7 separate regions of the Mus musculus genome follow, and regions 1, 2, 3, 4, 5 and 7 are each linked to region 6. Evidence: chromatin contacts called from public Hi-C and promoter capture Hi-C data. All regions are on one chromosome and are shown on one strand. The core of a region is the stretch at or near the end of the contact, and the rest is flanking DNA. Distances in the headings are between cores, read along the strand shown.

Evidence for each region. Promoter capture Hi-C pulls out the DNA fragments that hold promoters and counts their contacts. Hi-C and Micro-C count contacts between places; a contact is called where the count stands out from the background. Capture Hi-C pulls out chosen DNA fragments and counts their contacts.
Region 1: a contact with region 6 is called in a promoter capture Hi-C map of pre-B cells, with 3 times the contacts expected there. The contact joins the promoter of Hes7 here to the promoter of Derl2 in region 6. A contact is called at or near these places in 2 of 39 promoter capture datasets (liver and pre-B cells) and 1 of 9 other capture datasets (liver).
Region 2: a contact with region 6 is called in a promoter capture Hi-C map of pancreatic islet. The contact joins the promoter of Camkk1 here to the promoter of Derl2 in region 6. A contact is called at or near these places in 1 of 39 promoter capture datasets (hippocampal neurons), 1 of 115 datasets of contacts at active chromatin or transcription factors (astrocytes) and 2 of 9 other capture datasets (liver and pancreatic islet).
Region 3: a contact with region 6 is called in a promoter capture Hi-C map of embryonic stem cells, with 2.7 times the contacts expected there. The contact joins the promoter of Slc13a5 here to the promoter of Derl2 in region 6. A contact is called at or near these places in 3 of 39 promoter capture datasets (embryonic stem cells, hippocampal neurons and liver) and 2 of 115 datasets of contacts at active chromatin or transcription factors (astrocytes and stem cell-derived neural progenitor cells).
Region 4: a promoter capture Hi-C map of hippocampal neurons shows a contact between it and region 6, with 2.9 times the contacts expected there. The contact joins the promoter of Spns2 here to the promoter of Derl2 in region 6. A contact is called at or near these places in 1 of 39 promoter capture datasets (hippocampal neurons) and 2 of 115 datasets of contacts at active chromatin or transcription factors (embryonic forebrain and large pre-B cells).
Region 5: a Hi-C map of muscle stem cells shows a contact between it and region 6, with 7 times the contacts expected there. The contact joins the promoter of Ube2g1 here to the promoter of Derl2 in region 6. A contact is called at or near these places in 3 of 39 promoter capture datasets (embryonic stem cells, liver and pre-B cells), 2 of 484 Hi-C or Micro-C datasets (CD4 T cells and muscle stem cells) and 1 of 115 datasets of contacts at active chromatin or transcription factors (astrocytes).
Region 7: a contact with region 6 is called in a promoter capture Hi-C map of hippocampal neurons, with 3 times the contacts expected there. The contact joins the promoter of Tekt1 here to the promoter of Derl2 in region 6. A contact is called at or near these places in 2 of 39 promoter capture datasets (embryonic stem cells and hippocampal neurons).

What each region holds. Positions count from the first base shown.
Region 1 is chr11:69,118,609-69,122,029 of GRCm38.p6, forward strand. It overlaps Hes7 (hes family bHLH transcription factor 7), which reads left to right and starts at 1,845. Exons shown (of 4, transcript NM_033041.4): 1 at 1,845-1,907; 2 at 2,902-2,997. The coding sequence starts at 1,866. n-TGgcc5 (a tRNA gene) reads right to left here and starts at 256; the gene lies at 186-256. It also overlaps 9130213A22Rik.
Region 2 is chr11:73,017,462-73,020,426 of GRCm38.p6, forward strand. Camkk1 (calcium/calmodulin-dependent protein kinase kinase 1, alpha) reads left to right here and starts at 1,527. Exons shown (of 16, transcript NM_018883.3): 1 at 1,527-1,666. 4732414G09Rik (RIKEN cDNA 4732414G09 gene) reads right to left here and starts at 1,380. Exons shown (of 3, transcript NR_152202.1): 1 at 1,196-1,380.
Region 3 is chr11:72,265,174-72,268,130 of GRCm38.p6, forward strand. It overlaps Slc13a5 (solute carrier family 13 (sodium-dependent citrate transporter), member 5), which reads right to left and starts at 1,431. Exons shown (of 12, transcript NM_001004148.4): 1 at 1,291-1,431. The coding sequence starts at 1,392. 1700051A21Rik (RIKEN cDNA 1700051A21 gene) reads left to right here and starts at 1,671. Exons shown (of 2, transcript NR_045922.1): 1 at 1,671-2,352; 2 at 2,708-2,957.
Region 4 is chr11:72,488,308-72,491,378 of GRCm38.p6, forward strand. Spns2 (spinster homolog 2) reads right to left here and starts at 1,613. Exons shown (of 13, transcript NM_153060.3): 1 at 1,119-1,613. The coding sequence starts at 1,488.
Region 5 is chr11:72,605,641-72,609,035 of GRCm38.p6, forward strand. It overlaps Ube2g1 (ubiquitin-conjugating enzyme E2G 1), which reads left to right and starts at 1,621. Exons shown (of 6, transcript NM_025985.4): 1 at 1,621-1,995. The coding sequence starts at 1,950. It overlaps Gm51906 (a long non-coding RNA gene), which reads right to left and starts at 1,523. Exons shown (of 4, transcript XR_003949712.1): 1 at 1,301-1,523.
Region 6 is chr11:71,017,344-71,020,725 of GRCm38.p6, forward strand. Derl2 (Der1-like domain family, member 2) reads right to left here and starts at 1,960. Exons shown (of 7, transcript NM_033562.4): 1 at 1,801-1,960; 2 at 969-1,034. The coding sequence starts at 1,893. Mis12 (MIS12 kinetochore complex component) reads left to right here and starts at 2,268. Exons shown (of 3, transcript NM_025993.3): 1 at 2,268-2,846.
Region 7 is chr11:72,360,075-72,363,340 of GRCm38.p6, forward strand. It overlaps Tekt1 (tektin 1), which reads right to left and starts at 1,808. Exons shown (of 8, transcript NM_011569.3): 1 at 1,719-1,808. It overlaps Gm34317 (a long non-coding RNA gene), which reads left to right and starts at 1,840. Exons shown (of 7, transcript XR_003949575.1): 1 at 1,840-1,917.

The DNA of each region.
Region 1 (3,421 bases), core at 595-3,094, 1.9 Mb before region 6:
TGAGGACCTGCGGAGTCAGAGAATAATTTTGGAACGTCCAAGCCGGCCACAGAAACAAAACACTACATATCAGTTTTGGTTAAAATGTTAAAGCGCAAGAATAATACTTGCTTGATGTGCTGTCAATTTAACTTTTTCCTAGTTGAGGTAGACGGAAAAAAAAAAAAAGAAAAAAGCTAGAACTGTGCATTGGCCGGGAATCGAACCCGGGCCTCCCGCGTGGCAGGCGAGAATTCTACCACTGAACCACCAATGCAGACAAGGAGAGAGGTCATAATAAGCCTATGTGAACTTCTCAGAGGCAGATCCAATCCTACTTCTAGGTGTGGGAAAAGGTTGTAGAGAATCATTGAGGTGGGTGGAGCGTCAGGCCATTTTTTTCTCTCCGTTGGATCCGGCCACCGGGCCATAAAGTCATTCCATATGGCCAGGGGCGGCCCCACACCCGGGTGCAAACTGCCTCAGGCCCCGAGCCTCACGTGCAGGTGAGAAAAACTCAACCCCAATCCTGGTTCCCAAGGAGGGGGGCGGTGGGGCCTGCTGGGACCACACATCTGTGCTTCCATTTGGCTGAAGTAGGGGAAGGTGGGATGTACTGAGGGCCCTAACCCCAAATGGGTGCCTCCTTTCTCAAGTACCGGGCCCCTCCTGCTCTGCCTTTGGCAAGGCAGCCTCTTGCCAGAAAACCCTCTCAGGATGTGGAGGGCCTCTGGGAAGGGGTTCCACTTTGTCTCTGACTCCACAGCTATCTTCTGGCTCGGTTTGTAGCCCTGTCTTTATTATGTCCTTTCCCCAGGCCTTCTTGTCGTGTTAAATTTCGATTTTACCTTCTCAGGCACTTCGCCCTGAAGTCTCCAGGTGTTGACATATCCATCCTTCTGAGAGGTCATGCTCTTTGTTTGAGGTGGGTGAAGATCCCATTTTGCAACCAAACCTTTCTTGTCCCTTTAGCAAATCTCACGTCTCCCTGCTCCCCTACAGTCCCTAGAGGCCTCCAGAGCGCCCACCAACTGGTGCACTCTATGTTTTCCTGCCAGCTGTACTCCTGAATTTAGTTTTAAACCAAGTTCTTGTAAACGGAAAGGTATCGCTTCTCGGCCTCTTGGCTAACTAAGATCAAGGGTAGTGAATGGAAAGATTTCTTCACTCACGTATACTTCAAGGATTTTTTTCCCCCTAGAAGTTTCCTTTGTCCTCCCTTAGTCCAGCCATCCTTAGGAAAATCTGTTCCCGGGGACTCAAGTCACAGTATCTATAGAGTCAGTTTGGCGGCAGATTCTCCTTATTACTACGTCTGCAGGGATAAGTACTGGAGTTATTGTGGGAATTGAGTAGAAGAGACAGATACAACGGCGCCGTCTTTTCCCACAGCCAGCCAGTAGAATCCGGTAGATCTGCTCTGCACCTTTAGGGGTTGGGAGAAGATTATAATATTCAGCCTGGAGGCAGAAGCATGCCAACATTTATTTCAGGGTTGGTGGGGCTATAGTGAACCTCCAAGAAATCTACTAGTCTAGGAGACCCCCAAATTTCATGCCTAAGTGATTTCTTCCCAGTTCACTTAGACTCTCTTCCCCTAATAATCTCCTCCCTCCAGTTGGGTCCCGCCTTATTATACAGCTTTATGGTCCTTAAACCAGCCTGTGGCCCCTTCCTCCCCTCACTTCCCACATTTGGGGCTAGTTCCTCCCCTTCCCCTCCCCCTTCACTCCCTGCCTTTCCGGGAGCCTCGTGCCGGGGTCCTTGAGCTGGGCATCTAGGGGCTGAAGGGGGCGGGGCCGGGCCCTAGCCCTCCTACCCTGCAGCGGCGGGATATAAGGATCTAGGCAGCACGCGCTGAGTCCACCGAAGGGTCCGGAGGAGCAATGGTCACCCGGGAGCGAGCTGAGAATAGGGACGGCCCCAAGGTGAGAGGTGGGAAGGGAGGGAAATAGGGTCCCTGTTCAGGCCAGAGGACTTAAAGGTTCTAACTCTGTGGGCTAGGAATGAGGATGGAGACACAAGAGTGAAAAGACCGAAAGAACCTGTAAAGTATAAAGAGGGCAGGGTCAGAGCCCAACTTGCGCGGGCTGCGGAAGCGGAGGTCTAGGGGTTTGCATTATTGTGGGCTAAGGCTTGTGGCTAGGAAAGTGCCAGAATTTGGGCATCGTGGCCTATTCTAGGGCTCGGGAAGCTGGGGCAGGTGGATTATCGCAAGTTCGAGGCCACAGAGTGCACCCCTACCGAAAAAACAAACAAACAAACAAACAAAAACCAAACCAAAATAAAACAAACAAACAAAACCCCACGAAGCTATACTATAACATGAGATAAGCTAGAGGCCATAGCTGGTGGAGGAGGGTGGAAACAAAAATAGAGGAAAGGCTATGGACGCTGTCTGTAAGCGCCTGGGAACCCACATCTGACTCAAAGAGAAGACCTTTGAGTCGTTGGTTCCGGAGGTGCGAGGCCAGGTGAGAGATATTAGGAGAACGAGTGAAGGGTTTGAGTGAGAAGAGGAGGTGTGGTCGCACTGTGTGTCTGCCTTTCACCTTAGGTCTCTATCGCGCGGCTCACTAGCCTGGGGGCAAAGAGTGGCCCTAAAGTTCTTCAGTGATACACTGAGAGGGAGACGACACAAGATAGAGATATAAAGAGAAAAGAAGAGTGCCATAGAGGGGAGAAGAGAGGAGAAAGCTGAACACAGAAAGGGCAGGGAGAAGTGGGCGAGCCACGGAAAGCGACCCAAGGGACTGGGAAGTAGCAGGGAGTGAGAGGGAAACGAATGGACCAGACCCAAGCAGCCTGGGATTAGGGGAAAGGGGCGCATGGGGGGTTTTCCCAGCGGCAGGATCGGACGCTTGCGCGGCGGCGCTGAGTCTCGGTCCGGTCGGCCCGCTCTTCCTTTCCCGCTGGTCACAGATGCTGAAGCCGTTGGTGGAGAAGCGGCGCCGGGACCGCATCAACCGCAGCCTAGAAGAGCTGAGGCTGCTGCTCCTGGAGAGGACCAGGGACCAGGTCAGTTCCACCGCTGGCCCCAGGCCCCTAAGCATTCTGTACCTGTGTCCCAGAGCTTTCTACTGGGGTGGGGACATAAGCTGGAGTGGTGACTCTGGACCCAAGCCTGCTCCTTGAAATCCCATCCCAGACCCCCTCTCGCTCTCAGAACTTGCTCTTCTCCACCTTGCTGGTCTGTAAGTTTCCAGTCTGGCTCGGTAAACTGAGCTTCCAGCCTGCGTCAGTTTCCCACTTGGGGTTTTCTAAAATTCCTTATCTACCTCCCACGCCTGATCAATGGGCTTCAGTTCTGCGGTGGTTTTCACCATCCGGGTTGCTGTTTCGTACACCTCTCATATTGGGAACTGGTTCCACTCCCTCAGGTTGGACAGGCTCATCTCGGGGTGGGACGGGAACTTTTCTTGGCCATCTCCACATTCGGTCG
Region 2 (2,965 bases), core at 277-2,776, 2.0 Mb after region 6:
TAGAATTATGACTGGATCCTCAAGGACTCTCAAAACCATCTCTTCAATATTGGGGTATAGCTCAGTAGTAGCATCCTTGCTTAGAATGCAAGAAGCCCTGGATTCAATCTTCAAAACTGGGGGTGGGGGGAGGAGTCTCTGTAGCCCAGCTCTTTCCTGAACTCCAGCCCTATAGATCCAATCCTCCAGTTACTGGACCCAATTATTCATTTCAACAAATACATGCTGGGCATGCATCAGGAGGTCAGGCTGTGCTGGGCGAATTCATCTCGACCCTTGCTCTCAAGAGTTCTTAGTCCAGACAGGACTCAGGTGAAGAGGTGCTGAGATCTGGAAAGCACTGAGAAAGGGCTGCTGGGCATTCCAGGTATCCAGAAGGTCATGGGGAAGGCTTCCTAGCAGCAGAGGCATTGAACTAAGTGCCAAAAGACAAGTGGGGTTTAGGCAGGCAAGTGGTGAGGGGTGAGCTATGGAGGGCTTGAGGGGACTTAGTGGCAAGCAGTGGAAGATCCTAAGAGGCAGCTCTCTGGTGTTCCTAGTGCCTGTTCTGGTTGTCCCAGAAAGGTTAATGGGAAGTGATACTGGATTGGGGTGAGGGGTGGGGCTGCTGCACTAATCAAGTGGAGGTATACTGCATGACCGTGGTGGTCGAGTTCAGGGAGGGGCAGATGGTGGGGAGAGAGAGAGAGAGAGAGAGAGAGAGAGAGAGAGAGAGAGAGAGAGAGAGAGACTTTAGGGATCTTAAGAGGCAACATGGCAGATCCTTGTGCTACACCCGGTTGGGTCAGAAAACCTGCTACACAGGTAACTCCTGGTTTCTAACTCCTGGTTTCTAACTCCTGTTTAAGACAGAGACACAGGTGAGACCAGGTTGGAGATAGCAACATGGGTCTGAGTTTGAGGCAAGCAGTGATGTGGGGCATCTCCAATAGACTAATAATAGCAGGATTGAACCAGGAGTCTGTGAGGGCAGTCCCCAGGCATAACCACAGTCAAGGCCACTTGGTCCTGGAGGGCTCTTTTTCATTCCCTCAGCCCAGCCAGTCACCTCCTGCTCCTCTCCAAACCTGAGTGCCGCCCCACCCCAGCACTCTGACGAATCTCCCTCCTCCTTCCCTCCCCCAACCCCCCCGGAGAACACTCAACTCCAGGCCCTTCTCCCAGGGCCTCTACCTAGCCTCTCCTTGGTACGCACCGGGCCTCATCCCGAAGGAGGGATGCTCTTGCCTCTAGAGACTAGGACACCGGATTGAGGACTCGAAAAAAGCATCGTACGCTTCAGGCCAGGCTGAGGGGCCCACGACGTGGCCTGAGGGACATCGGGTTCCCCGAGCCTGCTTGTCTGCGGGCGCCGGGGGCGTGACGCGTCGGGGCCCATCCGCAGGGCCCCTCCCGAGCCACCTCCTCCCGATCCCGTCGAGACCCGCCCCCTCTACCCCTGGGCGGGAGGACCGGACTCTGATTGGACATCTCTGCGGGGCGCTGCGCGGCACAGCCAATGATCGTGGGCCGGCGCGGCGGCGGGCGGGGGGAGCGAGCGCAGCCTGGAGCTGCGGCGCCAGCGGGTTGAGCCGGGCGATCCTAGCCCGGCAAGGCGGGCAGGGCGGGGCGCGCACAGCGGGAGCGAGCCTGGTGCCCACCGCAGAGACTGTCGCCAGGTGCCTAGGTAGGGGTCAGCAGCCGGGACTTGGAGTTGGAAACTGGGGTGCGGACGGCTGAGCCGCCCTGTGCAGCCAACGGGCTGTAGAAGGGTGGTCTACAAGGCCGGGTCTACGTGGGCAGCCGGAATCTGGTGTGCAGAGATTCCCGCTGTGTCTGCAGGGCCAGGTCCTCGGGATGGTTCCCTGAGCCCGCATCTGTCTAAGCCAGCTATGCGGGTGCCCGACCACCTGCGTTTCTTCCGCAGCTGCTGTCTGTGGGACTGCATAGAAGCCCCGCGCGCGCGGTGCCTTGGGCCCGGCTCTGGGTGGAGGCCGTGTCTATTCGGAGTGGGCCTGGACGGGTGCACCCACGTGTGGATCTCAGCAGAGCGCTTCTCCCACAGCCCTCCCGTGAGTCTTCCGTGGAGAGCTGGGGGCGGGGTGATGAATGGGACGGATGCAGCGAGCGACTTCAGCTGCTGCGCAGTCGTCCCCTGACTGAGTGAGGGTGGCGGAGGCGGCGCTGTGGTTTCTGGGTCTGGTGGGTACAGGATTGGTGCTCCGAGGGTGCACACGTGCGCGGGGAGCTGTGTGTGGTGTTTGGAGGCGGGTGTGCGTGCGTCACGTGGACACAAGAGTGTGCCTGTGTACCTGAGGGGTGCGTTTCAGGATGGAGTGGTGTGTGAGCACCGGTCACGAGGACAAGGATTACATCTGTCAGGGAAGGGGTGTGTGTCTGTCTTGAGGGTGTTACAGAGTGAGCAGAGCTAGCTGTCACATGCCTTGGGTCCCAGGACTGTGTCCCAGTGAGCTCCTCTCTTTGTCTTGGCCAGGTTCAGGGTGTGAGAGAAGCGCACAGCTGTGTCCTTGAAAATCCCAGGGAAAAGGAAGAGGCTGGGTCTTCTGCGCATCTCTACCTCTTCCATCCAACATACGCTGTGGGTCAGACTGTTCTAGACCCTACTACCTGCTCCTTGGTCCCCCACGCCCAGTCCTCAGACCAGGACTGGGGCTTATTTTAAACCTTATCCAAGTGAATTGCTTCCCTGCTTAAAGACTCCTTTGGTGTTAGAGGCCTCTGGTTTCTGTTCACAAACCCTAAACCAAGCCTGTTGGGAAGCACTCTATTGCTATCACGTTGGGAAGGGATCTCTTTTAGACACAGGGTGAACTCCCATTTCTCCCTTGGGAATCCTGCTTAGTGGTCACAATGTCGCCTCCGCCAGGAAAACACCCCCGAGGCCAGTGTAAGTGGACCTTAGCTTCTCTCCTGATGCACACCTCCACTAAGGAACTTTCCACTGCAGCCACATCTGCTGTGCTGG
Region 3 (2,957 bases), core at 181-2,680, 1.2 Mb after region 6:
TAACCTGGATGCCTCCCACAGACGGGAATGGCCCCGAATCTCTGGATGCTCGCTAACAGAGTGGCAGCGGATGAGTCCGCACAGTTGCTCTGCTCTCCTTGGCCCATGTGGAGCCTCTGCTCAGTATGTTTCCTCTGCCCCCCCCCCCGCGCCCCAATCCTAGGAGCCGGAATGATCCCCTTTTACTCCCAGAATCCAGTCACCCCATTGTACCCATCAAAGCACCCGGGGCCCGGAGAGCAAAGGGTCTTGCTGAAAGGCACAATGTGAAATGACTAGAAGCCCACCAGGGGACACCCCTCTCCTCTCAAAACCTTCCCTGAAGAGAGCCACTGTTTCTCAAACCTGCCTGTGGAGGGGAAGCAGGATCCGAGCAAGGTTTCCTGTCTGGGCTGAGAGTGAAAGGGTAGCCACATAAGGCTTCAAAGAGCCCTGGCCTCGCCAAACTGGCTGCACACAGCCTGACAGAGCCGGGGCCAGCGCTCCCGCCCTCCTCTGCTCTGCAGCCAAGGCCATTCATTCTCTCCCTTCCTCCCAGGAGCACCAGGAGGCCAGGGAATGGGACTCAGCTTCCCCAGCAACCGAGAGCCATGCCACCCAAGGCGTGAGCTCTGGGAATACGTCCTGCCTCCTCACACTGACTGCCTCAGCAGGCGGTGGGCAGTGCCCGACCTGCCTTTCAGGCTGCAGCAGGATTTGAACTCGAGAGTGGCTTCCTTGGCTTCCGAGCTAGAAAGAAATATAGATCATAGATGGGGAACCTGAGCTTCAAATATCAAGGCCAGATTATGGCAAAGGCATGATCCACTCTGTTCCTGTAGTTCCCTGCCTGAAGGCATCTACAGCTAGGAAATCTCTCTTTCCTAGAGAAGAGGCACAGAGGGAAAGAAAGCCCAGCCTTCAGAGTCTCTACTAGCTCGAGCATTATCTTTGAGCTGGACTAGCGTTGGTTGTGCACTCTGGGAGGAGATTTTGAGTCAGAGGCTAAGCCTGTCGAGGGGTCTGTGTGGTTCAGATCTGTTCTAACGTCCAGGTTTCCGTGTTTGCCCGGACGGCTCTTGCGCCCTGAAATCGGTGCACTCTAGGACGTGTTCACCTTAGGGTCTGTGCGTCCCTCGGATTCTTTGCAGAGCACCTCCTATCTGGTGCCTGGAGCGTCTGAGCACGCGTCCCAGGGGAGCTCGTCCCCACGGAGGAATCTATGCGTTCCAGCTCAGCGTTCCCGGGTTCCGTGCCCGTTATTGCACTGGGCACCCGGATTCCGCCAGGCTGCCCAGACACGCAACTGACCTTGTCAGGTATCAGAATGACGAGTGGAAGCATCAGGATCGGGGTGAAGAGCAAAATCGCAAAGGACTTGAACTTGGTCACACAAGTCTTCGCCGAATCCATCGCGTGAAAGGGAGACTGACTGGAGGGAGAAAAGATTGCGAGGCAGCTAGAAGCTTCACGAGCTTAAAAGGGGGACGCGCGGTCCCACCGGATTGGGGGCGGCTACAACTCCGCCCCCCATTGCCAGGCCTCCCTGCGGTCCTGGGGCGGAGCCACCCCTCGGGGTCTGTGGGGAGTGTCTGTCCCAGGACTCTGCCACCCCGCGGCAGAGTGAGGCGTTTGCAGATTTCAGTGCTTGGCACCAGCCCTCTATGGAGAGGACTGGACCCTGGCACCTCACCACTTGCCAGCCCGTTGGCGCTGCTCTGGTCCTCAGTACCATGCAGGGTGTGCCGGTCATTCTGCCAGCTTAAGCGTGAGGACCCTTTGTGTACTCTCACCTGCTCTCTCCTGGACTCCGGAATGTCCCAGATGAAAAACACCAGCCTGTAGGATTCTCAGGCTTCTCTCTCCAAAGCGTTCTCCTTCTCATCCCTATCCCGGAGGGGCGTCTCCTAGAGGCGATGGCCGAGCCCTGCGCCACCGCGGTCTTCTCACCTCCAAGATCCGCTGGCTTCCTCCTAGCGTTAGCCCGACTCTAGACATAGAACCCATTTCCCTCCTCGTGCCGTCTCCTACCCAGCGCACCGTAGGCGCTCTAGAGGGACCGCTAAGGAAGGCGGTCACTGTCCTCGCAGACCGAACGACTTTTACCCTCCAGCGAACGCGCTTGCGCAGGCCGGCCGTCTTTGCCCAGGCGCGGGTAGTTGCTGCCGCCCACTTACCAACCACCTCGCTAGTACCATTTTATGGTGGGAGACGGGGCCTTAGAAAAGAGGGGGCATAATCCTGCCAACCATCATCGAGGCATTCGTTCATTCATTAATCCTCCCCTTAACAGACCTGTGTGTAGTACCTGCTGTGCTAAGTCCTGTTTGGGACACCAACACAAGAGGGTGCAATGACATTATTGACACTTCGGTGAGTTCTTTCTCTTCTGCCTGCCTCTCATTCTCCTCTGGGGAGTCTTATCCACAGGCTACTTGACACATGGCTGAGTCCAGATTCCTGTACAGTCAGCTCTCACCACTGATCAAGATGCTATCTAGTTGCTGACATGGTTAGCGTGTTTACGACTAGGATGGCTGCTTCTGTTCTAAACATGGAAACCATCGGCGTACTCTGAACTATATACAACAGAGACCGACTATTAGCACGGCACTTACACTGTGTGTTAGGTGTTGCAAGCAATCCAGAGATGAAGTAAAGAATAGGTTATATGCAATTGCTACGAATTATATGAGACTAACCTCTCCTCCCTCTTCTCCACCCCTAGCCCTGCCACCACCACCACCAGGAAAGAACTACTGAATTCCCCACCTTCTCAGCCTGTGAATGTCGAAGGCCCTAAAACAGAACACACATTTGTATCAAGATTTTTGACTCTGTTCCTGTGACCTGCCTGTCACCTTGCCCTCAAGTCTGCAACTGCCTTCTTCAGGCCCTCTCTATTTTCGGTTTGTTTGCTTGTTTGCATCTATGTGGCCCTGGGCCCATCCCTTCCCCCAGGGCAATTAAAACTAGAG
Region 4 (3,071 bases), core at 363-2,862, 1.5 Mb after region 6:
CCCTCTTTCATATTAGGTTGTGGGATAGAATGTTGGGTCCCCCCCACCACACACACACACAACTGCACTCCTCCACCGGGAGCCCCGGAGACCAGCCTAACCAGTGTTTCTTTTCAAAGCTACATTATCCTCAGGCAGGGCCAGCTCTAGGACAGGTCCCTACGTCTTGACCCCTGTGAAGACAGGGAGAGACGCCAGCAGAATAGAATCCCAGAGTCACATCCACACTAAGAGGCCCAGGGATCAATCAATTCACAAACGGAAACAGACCTAAACACAAGCTGAAACTGGCCCAAGGTCACACACACATTAAGCACATTCAGGATAGAAACCCAGTTGTATCCATTTCAGTCTCAAACCTGGGGTTGAGTCGCAGAGATGCTCAAGGAGCATGAGGCTGCCTCTCTTTAGACCAACCCCCCCAGCCCCCGCCCCCAGGCCTATGCCCTGCTCCAGGCTCCAAGCGCCATGGAGCAGAAGGAGGCGTCTCCAGGCCTCAAGCCAGGGCCAGCTGCAAACCGCATCCTGGGTCCCCAGGCGGCACGGACCCGCCCCGCCCCTCCCTCGGCTCCCCGCAGGCCCGAGCCTTTGTCAGCCACGCGCTTACAAGCTCACACACACATATCCGCGCTGCCACGCGCGCGCACACTCCGGCTGCCTGGCGCACACCCGCAAGAGGCGCACACACTGGCCGCACGCATGCAGGGGGGTGGCTGAGACCGAGGAAAGAAGGAACAGACGGGCCGTGCAAGCACAGACGGCCTGGACTAAGGGAAAAGGAGGAGAGGCCGGGGAACCTGCGGCTGTGGAGGAAGGGGGCGCACAGGCGATAAGGCAAGAGAGACGCAGAGGAGACTCTGGGAGGACAACGGATGAGCCGTCAAGGGCTTGGCGAAGGCTCACAAGCTGCTCCAGGGGTGGAAACTCCACCAATCCCTAACACGGGGAGCGTGGGGTGCTTTGGATTGGACCCATGGAACGCCAAAGCATCGCTTGAACAGAGGGTCCTTAGGGACTCTCCAGAGGGCTTGGATCTAGGGAGCTGGCAACCAAAAGCTCCCTAGGGCATCTGGGATGGAAGGGCCCTGGTCCTCGGGCTAGATGGGGCATTTGCTCACCTGCCACAGTGTACCTGTCCAGGTAGTTGAGCACGTTGCCTAAACTCAGGATGGCAGCAGCTGCCCCCCGCCCTCGGCCTAAGCTGGCCGGTTTGGGCTGCGGCGCGCTGGGGCCCTTGGCAGCTGCTGCGCAGCCAGGGGTGCTGGGGATGCTGGGGAGTCCGGACGGGACCCGCCTCACGCTGCCGGACAACGTCTGCACCTCTTCGTCGGCGGACACGACTCCAGCGCCCCCAACACCCCGCGCCCCGCAGCAAGCGCTACCTCCAGCCCCTGGCTGCGCCCCCCGGCGCCGGCGCCGCCGCTCGGCGTCCGCCTCCTCCTCCTCCGCGCCGCCCGCCGCCGCCGAGGCGCATTCCAGGCACATCATGCCGGCCCGGGCCGGGGCGGCGGGGGGCGCGGGGGGCTCGGGGGACGCGAGGCCCAGCCCGGGCCCGCTCAGTGCGTGCGCGCGCCGCGGAGCCGCCGCTGCACCATCCCGGCCCGGCCCGTCCGCTTCTGCGCTCGGGCTCCAGCCCTGGCTGCGCCGCTGCTACTGTTCAGTCAGTGAGACGCGCGGCCCCGGCGGCTCTGACAGCTGCGGCCGGCCCCGCCCACCAAGCTCGTGTGCCCAATCACCTCCGGGCTCAAGCCACAGCCCCGCCCCGCACGTGCTGCCCCGGGGGGTGCGGGGGCGCCTGGCCGCACAGCCCCACCCGCCTGACGGGGGCGCAAGTCACGCAGTAGCGCTGCGGCCACGGAACCCTCGGGGATCAGGAAGCGATTGCGGGGAGCTGCAGCACCGATTAGGATTTAGGTGAGGGAAGAAGGGTACCCCAGACCCTACTCAACTTCCACCCTGCCCCTGCGATGGGAGAGGACCCCTGGCTGAGGCCGAGGAAGGCCCATGGCTTAAGCTACGCATTAAAAAAAAAAAGTCTCAGATGGTCAAAACTGGGGAACCTGTTGTAGAGCTGACTCCAACAGTTACTCACCTTAATTCAGTCTGTTTAGGCAGCGCTGCCTAAGAAACATGATTGGTGGACCCAGGACACAGACCTCATGAAGGTCCATTGCTCTCCTCTATAGAGAAGCACCTCCATGCTATGACCTGGGCTCACTCTGACCATATCTCTACCCCCCATAGAGTGGAGCTTGTGAGAACCAGGGCTCGGATTAGAGCCCAAAAGAACCAGGAGGGCCTCCTCAATGCCAGGCAGGGTGTCCTACACCTGTAACCCCAGCGTTTGGGAGGCTGAGTCAGGAGAGATCCAATCTCAGACAAACGAGAAGGAGAGGGGATGGAGCAGAAAAAGCCTTTGAGGGGGGTACCATCTCCCCAAAACCCTTAGTGAAAGTTGGAAAGCTGGATCCTAGCCTATATCTGCTCTTGCGTGTGGCTTAACATTGGACGAAACCTCTATCTTTCTGGGTCTTTGTTTCTATTGGGGGAATATAGTCCAGGTAGTTGAGCACGTTGGGGGGGGGGGGGTTGTCAGTTCTGGAGAATGGCTAGGTAGCTTCTGTGTAAAGAACAGTCTTCTCTTGTAAGTCCATCATTTGGGAGGCAGAGGCAGGTGAAACTCCGAGGTTCCAGGCCAGCGAGTCCAGGCCAACACGTCTCTAAATAAATAAATATGTAAAAGGAAAGAAAGAAGTTAAAACCCAGTATAGCATGTTCTCCCTAGTATGTGCCAAACCCTTGGTTCAAATGAGAGAGTCAGGGGAGACTTAATTCAGCCCCTCAGATATCCAGTGGTTTCTGTCTGTTTCACAGACAGACTTCAGGTCACCAAGGTGACCCGTCATAAACAGACAACTAGTCAATGGTCTGGTTGGTACGAAGCCAGGGCCCTGAAATCATCTTGCTAGTGCAGGCTGCTCCAGAGCCCACGTCCACAACAGGAACATCTTGTGAAGGTGTCAACCACAGTGAGTCATGGCATAGCCAACGGATGACAAAGCATAAGGCAC
Region 5 (3,395 bases), core at 371-2,870, 1.6 Mb after region 6:
CACATGGTACACATAAATTCACCCCGGCTCATATATATACCCATTAAAACAAAATCCTTAAAAACAAACCCACAGAGGGATATGGTGGGGCATGGTTTTAGTTCCAATCCAGACAGAGGCAGGCAGATCTCTTGAGTTCGAACCTGCAACCTGGTCTGCAGAGGGGTTCCAGGACAGCTAGGGCTATACAGAGAAACTCTGTCTCAAAAAACCAAAACCAACCAACCAAAACAAACAAACAAACAAGCAAAACAACTACAAAAAACCAACCCCTCCCCTATCCCAACCATAAAGCTGGATTAGTCCCTAGGTGGGCAGTATTTCAAAATGGCAGATTCACTCAATGTTTGTTTCTTTGGTCTGGTGGGACAGTGCTAGGGAGGTAAGCCAGGGCCTTGTGCCTGCTTGCCCAGTAATTTTTATTACATGCCTAACGGAATCTGCTCCTCTTGTTCACTTTACTTGGAGTTCACAGAAGCTTCATGCTTTTGTGGGTAGAAATGGACCTGATTTCCTATGCACAGTTTTTGTTTTCTACAGTCCAGGTACAGGGAAGTAGGGATTGAACAAACACTTATTGAAAGAACAAGCAAGGGGCTGGAGAGATGGCTTAGCGGTTAAGAACACTGGCTGATTTCCCAAAGGTCCTGAGTTCAATTCTCAGCAACATGGTGGCTCACAACCATCAGTAATGGGATCCTATGACCTCTCTTGGTGTGTCTGAAGAGAACAACAGTGTAGTCATATACATAAGTAAATAAATCTTTAAAAGAAAGAAAGAAGAAACAAAATTGAGTGTCAATGTTACTTTTCCCCCTTCCCTTTTTTGTTTCTTTATTGCTACAGTGTTGACAAAGCACTCAACTGGGAAATGGGCAAGGAGGTTGGATAAGGTTGACTTTTCCTAATCTCGGCTTTCACACTTGGACTTTACATAGTAGGTGCCTTTTCTAGAGGAGTCTGATCTATTATGGATCCTCATCCCCAGACGGAGATTGGGTATCACTGTGCAGCGAAGGGGACCTGGGTCTTCTAATCCTCAGCCTCAAGTGTTGAGATTACAGGAGAATACCACCTGAATCCGAACCATTTATCAGGTTGTGCTAATCACAACTCTGCACTTTACTCAGTCTTACTATTTACTTAAACGTTTTCTGCTATGAGACTCATAACATTTTTATTTCAAGGACCATTCTGTGCATTCTTTATGAATTATCACCATGCACTCTATTTTGCGGCTGCTTAAAATGGTGCACACCAGTACTAAATTCGGCTTTGTAACAATGACTAATTCGCACACCTCCGATGTAGTGTTGGATGGCTGCTGGGTCCTCGCCAACATCTACCACTTCTGGTCCCATCACGCTTAGACCTCCTGCTTATACCGGGAGGCAGCGTCCTGACCCTCCGCGACCTCTTTGTCATGGCGTCCGCGGGGCGTCTACCAGCCGACGCTTCCGCAGCTGGGCGGGCGTGGACCTTCCCAAGATGGCGGGGCTGAGCCCACTGCGCGCGGTGGGCGGGGTTCCACCGCCGGAGGCGGGGCAGCAGGGCCGAGGGGTCGGGCTAGCAGGAGTGCTGCTTCTGAAGGAGGCAGGCTCAGCGCGCTTGCGCGGAGCGGCCCTGCGCGCAGTGAGGCAGTGGCGGGGGAAGGCACCGGTGGGGCCGACGGGCGGGCAGAGGAGGGAAGCGGGCGAGCGAAGTCCCAGTGCGCGCCGCGGCGGCCCGGGTACCCTCCCCTTCCGGGCGTGAGGCGCTGAGCGAGGAAAGCCGAGCGGAGCGGACTCGCATAGGCGGCGAGGTGCTTCTCGGGTCTCCCAAGACCGGCCTCCCCGCGGCTTCGGCGCTCCGGTCCGGGTTCCTCAACACACATCTAGCTCCAGGCACCGGCAGAGCTTGTCGCCAGTCCGTCGAAGTCCCGGTGGCGGCCCGGGCTCTCGGTGGGGAGGATGACGGAGCTGCAGTCGGCGCTGCTACTGCGAAGACAGCTGGCAGGTGAGCGGCGGGGCGCCGGGCCGCGATCGCGGACTGCCGAGCCACTCGCCTCCTCTCGCCCGCTCGGAGGCTGGGTGGTGGCGGGCCGCGAGGGTGGGAGCCCGCGAGTCGCGGCGAGCTGGCGACACTCCTGGCCCGGCTGTGGAGGGTGTTGGGGGCGGGGACGCTCCCCAGCCTCGCCCTCGGACGGGCCGGACGCCCTGGGCGGCTGCCCCCTCCCCCACGGCACTGGGGCGTTGCGGGGGAGGGGCGTGGGTCCCGGTCGGGCCGACCCTCCCTGAGGGGCGGATCCCGGGCTCAGGTGCGGCGGAGGCCGCGGAACCTCGGGGACCCCGGGAGCTTGCGGGGTCCCCGCGCGGCTGTGAGTCCGAGCCGTGTCGGGGGCCGGAGAGGGGAGGCGCGCCAAACTTCTGGCCCGGCAGCGCGGGGTTCGCGGAGTTAGGGCAGACAACAAAAGCGACGGCGGGGCTGGCCCGGGTGCTGACGCGGGGCACCGGGGGGCTCGGCGGGGAGCGCGACTCCGCTTCGCCTGCCTCCGCCTGGCACGAGCTCGGGCTGCGCCGCCCGTCTGGGGGAGGGTGGGCGCGGGCGCTGGGGAGAGCGGCTCGCTGGCCGGCCCGGGCTTTGTGCTCCGTGGGCACGGCTCGGGCTCCTTCGCGCAGGCTCGCGGCCACCGGGCTGCGGCCCGCCTTAGGCTCTGGCCAGGGGCGGCGGCTCAGTGCCTCCCCCGTGGAGTCTCTGTCCCCCTCCCCCATTGTCCCGGCCTCTGGCCGTTTGCGGCTTCCAGGTTGACTTTTTAGGGGGTTGGCTCCTACTCTGCTAGGACTGTGTGAGCGGAGCATGCGCGCTGGAGGCGTACGTGTGCGGAGTGGAAGGGGGGGAGGGAGGAGGCGGGTTGGTGCCTTCACAATGCCGCCCCACGTGCTGCCAGATTTAAAGAGAAATGAACCGGTAGTTAGCCCTGCTGTCCTACGCCAAGCGTGTGCCTGGCTTGGTTCAGGCGACTTCACCCCTCCTCAACCTGTAGCCAGTCCTCTCCCCCCACCCCCCTTTTAAACTTTCTGAAAGCCGGAATGTTGATAAATGAAATAGATTTCTATGAGTTTGAGGTGTCAGCTAAATCACCTTTATGACTTCTTAAGGAAAAGGTCGACAGGGGCTGTTACAGATTGTATAATTAGGTTTATTATTAGACCATGAGCTAACAGGTTTGGACAAGTATTAAAATTCTAGGTGGGACAGCAATTTGAAGTGGATGGAAAAGTTAGAATCCCCATCAGAAATATTTTCGAAAGAAGTTAAACAATTTATTGCATCTTATTTAAAAACATTCTTTTTCTGAGGTCTTTTTCGCCTTTTGTTTTGGATGAAGGAATTAAAATTTTTGACTTAGTAGGAAT
Region 6 (3,382 bases), core at 710-3,209:
TAACAGATAAAGTATCTGAGGTTACACAAAAGCTGAATCTTGAAAGGCAAGCTAGAGTTCAACGGTACAAGGGGAGTGTAACACATCTGGGACAGGGGAAAGCATCAACAAAGCAGAATTACAGCCACTTCACCTAGAGTGTAAATGACCATCCTGGCACGAAAACACACATCTCTTTAGCATTTTAATTACTGGAAAAAAGACTTCTTCAAACTATAATCTGGAAAGTCACATTCTCTTTTAGATAATGGTATAAGACTTTTGTTAGGATAATCTGACTTCTAGAAGACAGATCAATGTTAAAGTTGTACCAGAACTGAGTTTATGAGCTGGCCCAAGAGGACTAACAACAGTGGTAGGTAGGTGTGTCTGGGTGGAAAAAACACAAAATAAGGCTGGCTATCCTGTGAAACTCCCTGGGCAGCCAGCTCATCAGTCTATTCTCAGATCACATTATTATTACTGTTGTTGTCGTTGTTGGTTGTTGTTCCTGTTGTTTGTGTGTTGAGACAATTCCTTGGTATGTAGTTCAAGGTGGGCTCAGGTTCCTGACTGCTGGGACTATGGCCACATTAGTTCTTAACTAGTTGTAGTCAAATATAAAATCTCAACACATCAAAGACACACTAAAAATTATGTTCTTAAGACAGTCTCTCTCTCTCTCTAGCTCAAGCTTATCCAGCACCTGCCATCCTCCTGCTTGCTCTGTCTGCACCTGGCTCCCCCCTGGCAACTCTAGTTTGGTATATAAGGAGTTCCCAAATACTTAGCAGCTCTCAAACCATTCTAGAGTCCAACCAGGCTGTGGAATGCCCTCTTTACATCTCAAAAAGACCTGTAATCAGAGATTCCCCTACTGGGTTATTTTTTTTGAGACTCTATTTCACAGGATTTACTACTTACTAAACGATACGAAAAAAAAAAAGATAATGAAAACATTAATCACAGTTGCTATATAGACCACTTACTTGAAAATGTTTAAAAATTAATTCAGGATTGAAGTATAACTGAAAAGGTGTGATCAATTCCAACTGCTGAAATGGAAAAAGAGCTTCTTGAAGCCGATCAACCGCAAAACAAAATTTCATCATGAACCACGAAGGATGAGTAGATCTAATCATTTCTGTCCCTTGGAATACATTTCTGTCTTGCTTGTGACAGCTGGTAAGAGATTCTTTAGAATTTGCACAACCGTTTTGTATAAACACACAATGTCAGTTTGATGTTGCAATATTTGAGGATGCTATAAGGCAGGCGGGTGAGCATATTTTAGAGACAAGCCAACAGCATCTTTTACAAATCTGTGCGTCACGTGGTCACCACCTCAGCTAGGTGAGACAACTCGGAATAAGGGGTTTAACTAAGACCCTGCTACCATTAGGGATAGGTACAAGCGGCCAGACACTTATATCCATAGGCCGTCTTTTGAAAGATGTTTCCAGATAGCTCGAGATTTCTATACTCAATATAATAGTCTGTGAACCTAGCGGACCTCACTCCCACTAGTCACCTGGACCTCTCAGACACATTTTTGGGTGGGCGGCTCCCGCACTTCTGATTCACTACAGGTCTGGATTTCATTTGTCTGAAACTGACCTGGCCCTTCACGAAGGGGCACACCCTTCTCAGGTCACTGGCTTGGCACCCTTGGGAATATCCCAAACCCTAGAGTCAGCTCCGGATGTCTCCACCCACCCCTGGGACCAGACCCACTGGGCTTCTCCGCGGCCCAAACCCGTTTTCTGAAGACGCAGTCATAGCTAGCCTGGAAAAAGAGGATGTGGCGCCACAGCTGCTCACCACGGCCGCGGTGGTGAGGACGCAGGCGGTAGTATAGGCGCGGCTGACCGGCGGGATCTGCAGGTACTCCAGCCGGAGGCTCTGGTACGCCATCTTTCCCACCGCGCCTGCCCCCCTTCCCCTTCCGCCAGTATGCCAGGCGGCGGGGCGGACTCAAAGCTGGCCTTCAGCCTACCCACTCCTGTCCAATCAGCGCTGCGTACTCGGACAGCCACCAATCGCTGGCGCCTTGGGGCCGCTCACCCACCAATCAAGAGTTGCGCCTCTGCGTCGGTCCATCCTTACTTCTCCGCCTACCAACGCAGAGAGAAGGACCAGTTCCGTCCGCCAATCCCTGCCGGCCACAGCTAGCTTTCCCTCCTTGTCGCCTTCCTTTTACCAATCGCAGTGGCTCCTTTTGACCCACGGCTAGCCAATCAGGAGTGCGATCCAGCCCGCCTTGGCGTTCGTTCGCAGAGGCAGGTCTCAGTCGATTCGGAGGAGCCGGTGTTACCGCCTTCTTCCAGCCGCTGAGTGTAGCTTGAAGGAAGTGGCGGGAAGCCGGTGTGGGGCGGAATCCATCACTCCCGGGATCGCTTCGGTAGGGGCTGTGTGCTCTCCGAGGAGGAGCGGAAAGGGCGGGACCGAGGAGTGGCGTCGGGGCGGCGGAGCGTTCTGTAGGGAATCCCTCCGGTCTGGCCGGCCTGGGTACGGAGACCTAGAGTTCCCGGCATGCATCGCGGCCGCGGGGTAGTACGGGAGCTGGAGCTGAAGGAAGCGCTTCCCGTTCTGCGGTTTCTGGGCCTTGTCTGTGGCGGTCGTAGGCTCTGAAGTCCATTACATTCGTCGAGACGGTGTGAGGACCTCTCATGTTTATCTTCAGCCGCAGGAACTCTAATCTAGCAGAGAAGAGACGGTAGATGAAGGGAAAGCGGAGGCGGTTCTTCAGGGATGTGTATTCGAACTGGCTCTGGAATCTGCGCCTACTGCATGCTTACTTGAAGGAAAGAAAATAGAATTAGATTGGGCTGGAGCAAAGACTATCCTGACCGTGGCAGACGTGTTCAGTAAGTTATAAAGAAGCTTTAAAAATTGTGGGACAAAAAAATGCGACCGTCAAGACTGGTAGGAACCAAGTAAAAAGTTGGAGAGAATGGCATTTAGAAGGAAGACTAGAAAGCTGAAAGTAGTTGAACCGACCTGTGGCTCCTAGCCACTCTGAAGGCTGAAGCCAGAGGATTTGTTCCATCCTGAAGTTCTAGGCCAGTGTGGACAACGTAGAATGGGAGCAAACACTGGGGAGTGGTCTTAGCAACTTGTTGGTAAAACTGCATCTTTATAGCTACTGCCTCATTATAGCATTGGCAGTGTCCAACAGAGAAAAGGCAACATTGGAACTTTTCTCAAAACTGGAAGTTTGGATGTAGGTATTTGGTTATGTAATCATGGCGCATCAATCCAGGAATGGTGAAAACTTGGAGGCAAAGTTAGAGTGCAAACTTAAGAGAATTATAGGGTGCAAGTGGTCAGTTGATTGGGTAATTTGTAACAGATGACCAATCTATTCAGATAATGAAAATACAGTCTTTAGGAAAGTCATCTC
Region 7 (3,266 bases), core at 558-3,057, 1.3 Mb after region 6:
TGCCACTCTCAGCCTCACAAGGTTGCCACTAACCCCATCTTTAATGCTACATATAGGTTCCTTTGCTTTTTAACTAAATAGAGTATTTTCTTTAGCATCTGGTGGCTTTTATTTAATATTGTGTTCATAAAAGTGGTCTTACTGCCTATAATGTAGCTTGTCCATTCTTATCACTATGCAATGTACCAGGTGACTATGTAAAAATTAACCTTTTCCTATTGCTTATAAACATGTGGACTATTCTCATTTAGGGTTATCACAAAATGCTCTTGATATTCTCCTGTGCATCTTTTGAGATGTGGAGTTCTTGTTGCTCTCGGTGAATCATAGAACAGTGTACTGGCTAGTCTTATGTCAACTTGACACAAGCTAGAGTTATCTGGCAAGAGGGAACCTCACTTGAGAAAATGACTCCATGAATCTGGCTGTGTGACATTTTCTTTATTAGTGATGTATGGGGAGGGCCCAGGCCTTTGTGGGTGATGCTAAGCCTGAGCTGATGGTCCTGGGTTCTGCAAGAAAGCAGATTGAGCTGGGCAGTGGTGGTGCCTTTAATCCCAGAACTAGGAAGGCAGAGGCAAGTGGATCTCTGAAAATTTGAGACCAGCCTAATCTACAGAGTGAGTTCCAGGAAAGCCAGGGCTACACAAAGACACCCTGCCTTGGAGAAGAAAAAAGGAGAGAGAGGGAGGGAGGGAGGGAGGGAGGGAGGGAGGGAGGGAGGGAGGGAGAGAGGGAGAGAGGGAGAGAGGGAGAGAGGGAGAGAGGGAGAGAGAACGAAAGACAAGGAAGGAAGGAAGGAAGGAAGGAAGGAAGGAAGGAAGGAAGGAAGGAAGGAAAGAAAGAAAGGAAGAAAAGAAAGAAAGGAAGAAAAGACAAGGAAGAAAGGAAGGAAAGAAAGAAAAAAGAGAAAGAAGGGAAGGAAGGAAGGAAGGAAGGAAGGAAGGAAGGAAGGAAGGCAGGCAGGCTGAGCGAGCCATGATGAACAAACCAGTTAGCATGCCCTTCATGCCCTCTGCATTAGCTCCTGCCTCTAGATTCTTGCCCTGTTTTGAGTTCCTATCCTGACTTCCTTCAATGATAAACAAGCAATATGAACATGTAAGACAAATATGCCCTTTCCTCTCCAACTTGCTTTTTGATCATGTTGTTTTGTCACAGCAATAGAAACCCTAAGACAAGCAGTATTCTTTCAAATACATGAACCCAGACATGTTGTATAAGAAATGAACAGATGTGACGTCTGTAAGCCAACATCTGGGCATTGTGACTACAGGATAAAGACAAGGAACAGGGGGTAAGGCAGCCTCTGGAGACAGTTGCGGGGGAAAAAAAATATGATCCCCTGGCTCTGAACGACATCACATCTGTCTTCCATAGGCAAAGCTGAACTCTGAAAGCCTCCCGCTCTGGACTCTATAACCCTAGTATTTACCCTAGGGGCCTCTGAAGCCGTCACAACCAAGGATGGATTCAGATCTTGACTAGGCTAAGCATCAGGCCCCATGTAACCCCCTCAGACACTCCTGAGCTCTCCAGTTCAGTCCCCTCCTATGGTCTCTCCCGAGTCTGTCTCAGCGTGGCTCTCTGAGATATAACTTTGAACAAGTGTGAATAGTCTCGAAGAGGGGACCGATATCAGTGCTAACCGCTGATACAAAAGACACACCGCGTGGGTAGGGAGAAGGGGTAGGTGAGGTGGATCGGGGCTCACTTACCTTAGTTCATTAAAGAACACAAGCTTCTGTAGGGCACTCCTGACCCCAACCAGAGCTCCTGGTTCTGAGAGAACCAGCCGAGAAAACTGCGGTCTCTATGGCAACCGGACGGACGCAACGTTGCCCTAGTTAGAAGACTGCGCAAGCGCGAATGTGAGAGTGGTGCTAAAGGGTAACCCGAGCAAACAAGACAAAGAAAGTAGGTGGTCCGAAGTCTGATCCTGCTGAGAAAACGTCAAAACACGGGGCAGGAGATTGGGTCACTCGGGGTTCCCGTTCCCCGAGTCTCTGACTCCATAGATGCACAGCGGGTCGGTCTTGGCGCTGTCCTGAGCCGTAGATGACCCGGGACCACAGAGATACACACACTGCGTTCCACGTGGTCGTTGCTCCAAACCTGGAGCAAAGGACCTGCAAACCTAGCGACACACAGGGTGCATGGGTAGCTCCAGACAGGGGTAGGCAAGAATGGGTTTTCGGCCAGGTATCTTCTCCCAAGGCGTAAAACTCACCAAGCACTGAGCTTTTTCTCGGTTAAGATCGCACTGCTACGTGATCTTCAAACTGTTGTGGATTGAGTTAAAATTAGGCTTTCAGGACGCCAGCCACTCGGTGCCACGGCCATGAGTTTAACATAGCCATACACCATCTTCAAACGTTCGTTTTACAGGCAGCACGTTTATTTAAAAAACAAAAAAACAAAAACAAAACAAAACAAAAAAACCCTTTGCATTACTACTGGAAATGGGAAATTGGCGCTGTCTGTGTGGCAGAAAAAGCAATCATAAAGGTGAACACGATGAAACAAAGGCATAAAATTTATAACAATGTGAAGGCACTGATGAAGGGCTGGAGAGATGGCTCAGCGGTTAAGAGGACTGACTGCTCTTCCAGAGGTCCCGAGTTCAATGCCAAGCACCCACATGGTGGCTCACAACCATCTGCAATGAGATCCAGTGCATACCTTCTGGTGTGCATGAAAACAGAAAACAGAGCACTCCTAGTCATAAAATAAATACATAAACAAATCTTTAAAAGAAAGAGAAAGAAATGAGGGAAGGAAGGAAGGAAGGAAGGAAGGAAGGAAGAAAAAGCAGCGATGAGCTGGGTGTATCTGCTTATCCCTGGCATCTCAGCATGCCAGAAAAAGACCCTTAAGCTGAGGATTCAAATCTGAAAGACATATTGGAAATTAACACTCACCTTTCATTCATGTATGTATATATATATATATTGCTTTTTTTCAAGACAGGGTTTCTCTGTGTAGCTCTGGCTGTCCTGGAACTCACTTTGTAGACCAGCCTGGCCTGGAACTCAGAAATCCACCTGCCTCTGCCTCCAAGAGCTGAGATTAAAGGCGTGCGCCACCACTGCCCAGCTCATGTATCTATGTTCTTAATTCTGGTATTAATATTAATGAATACCTTAATTCAAAGACTGGGGTAGGCAAGGTGGCTCAGCAAGTAAAAGTGCCTCTCCAGAAGGAAAGACATGACTGCCACAAGTTGTCCTCTGACCTGCACAACCACACACACACACACACACACA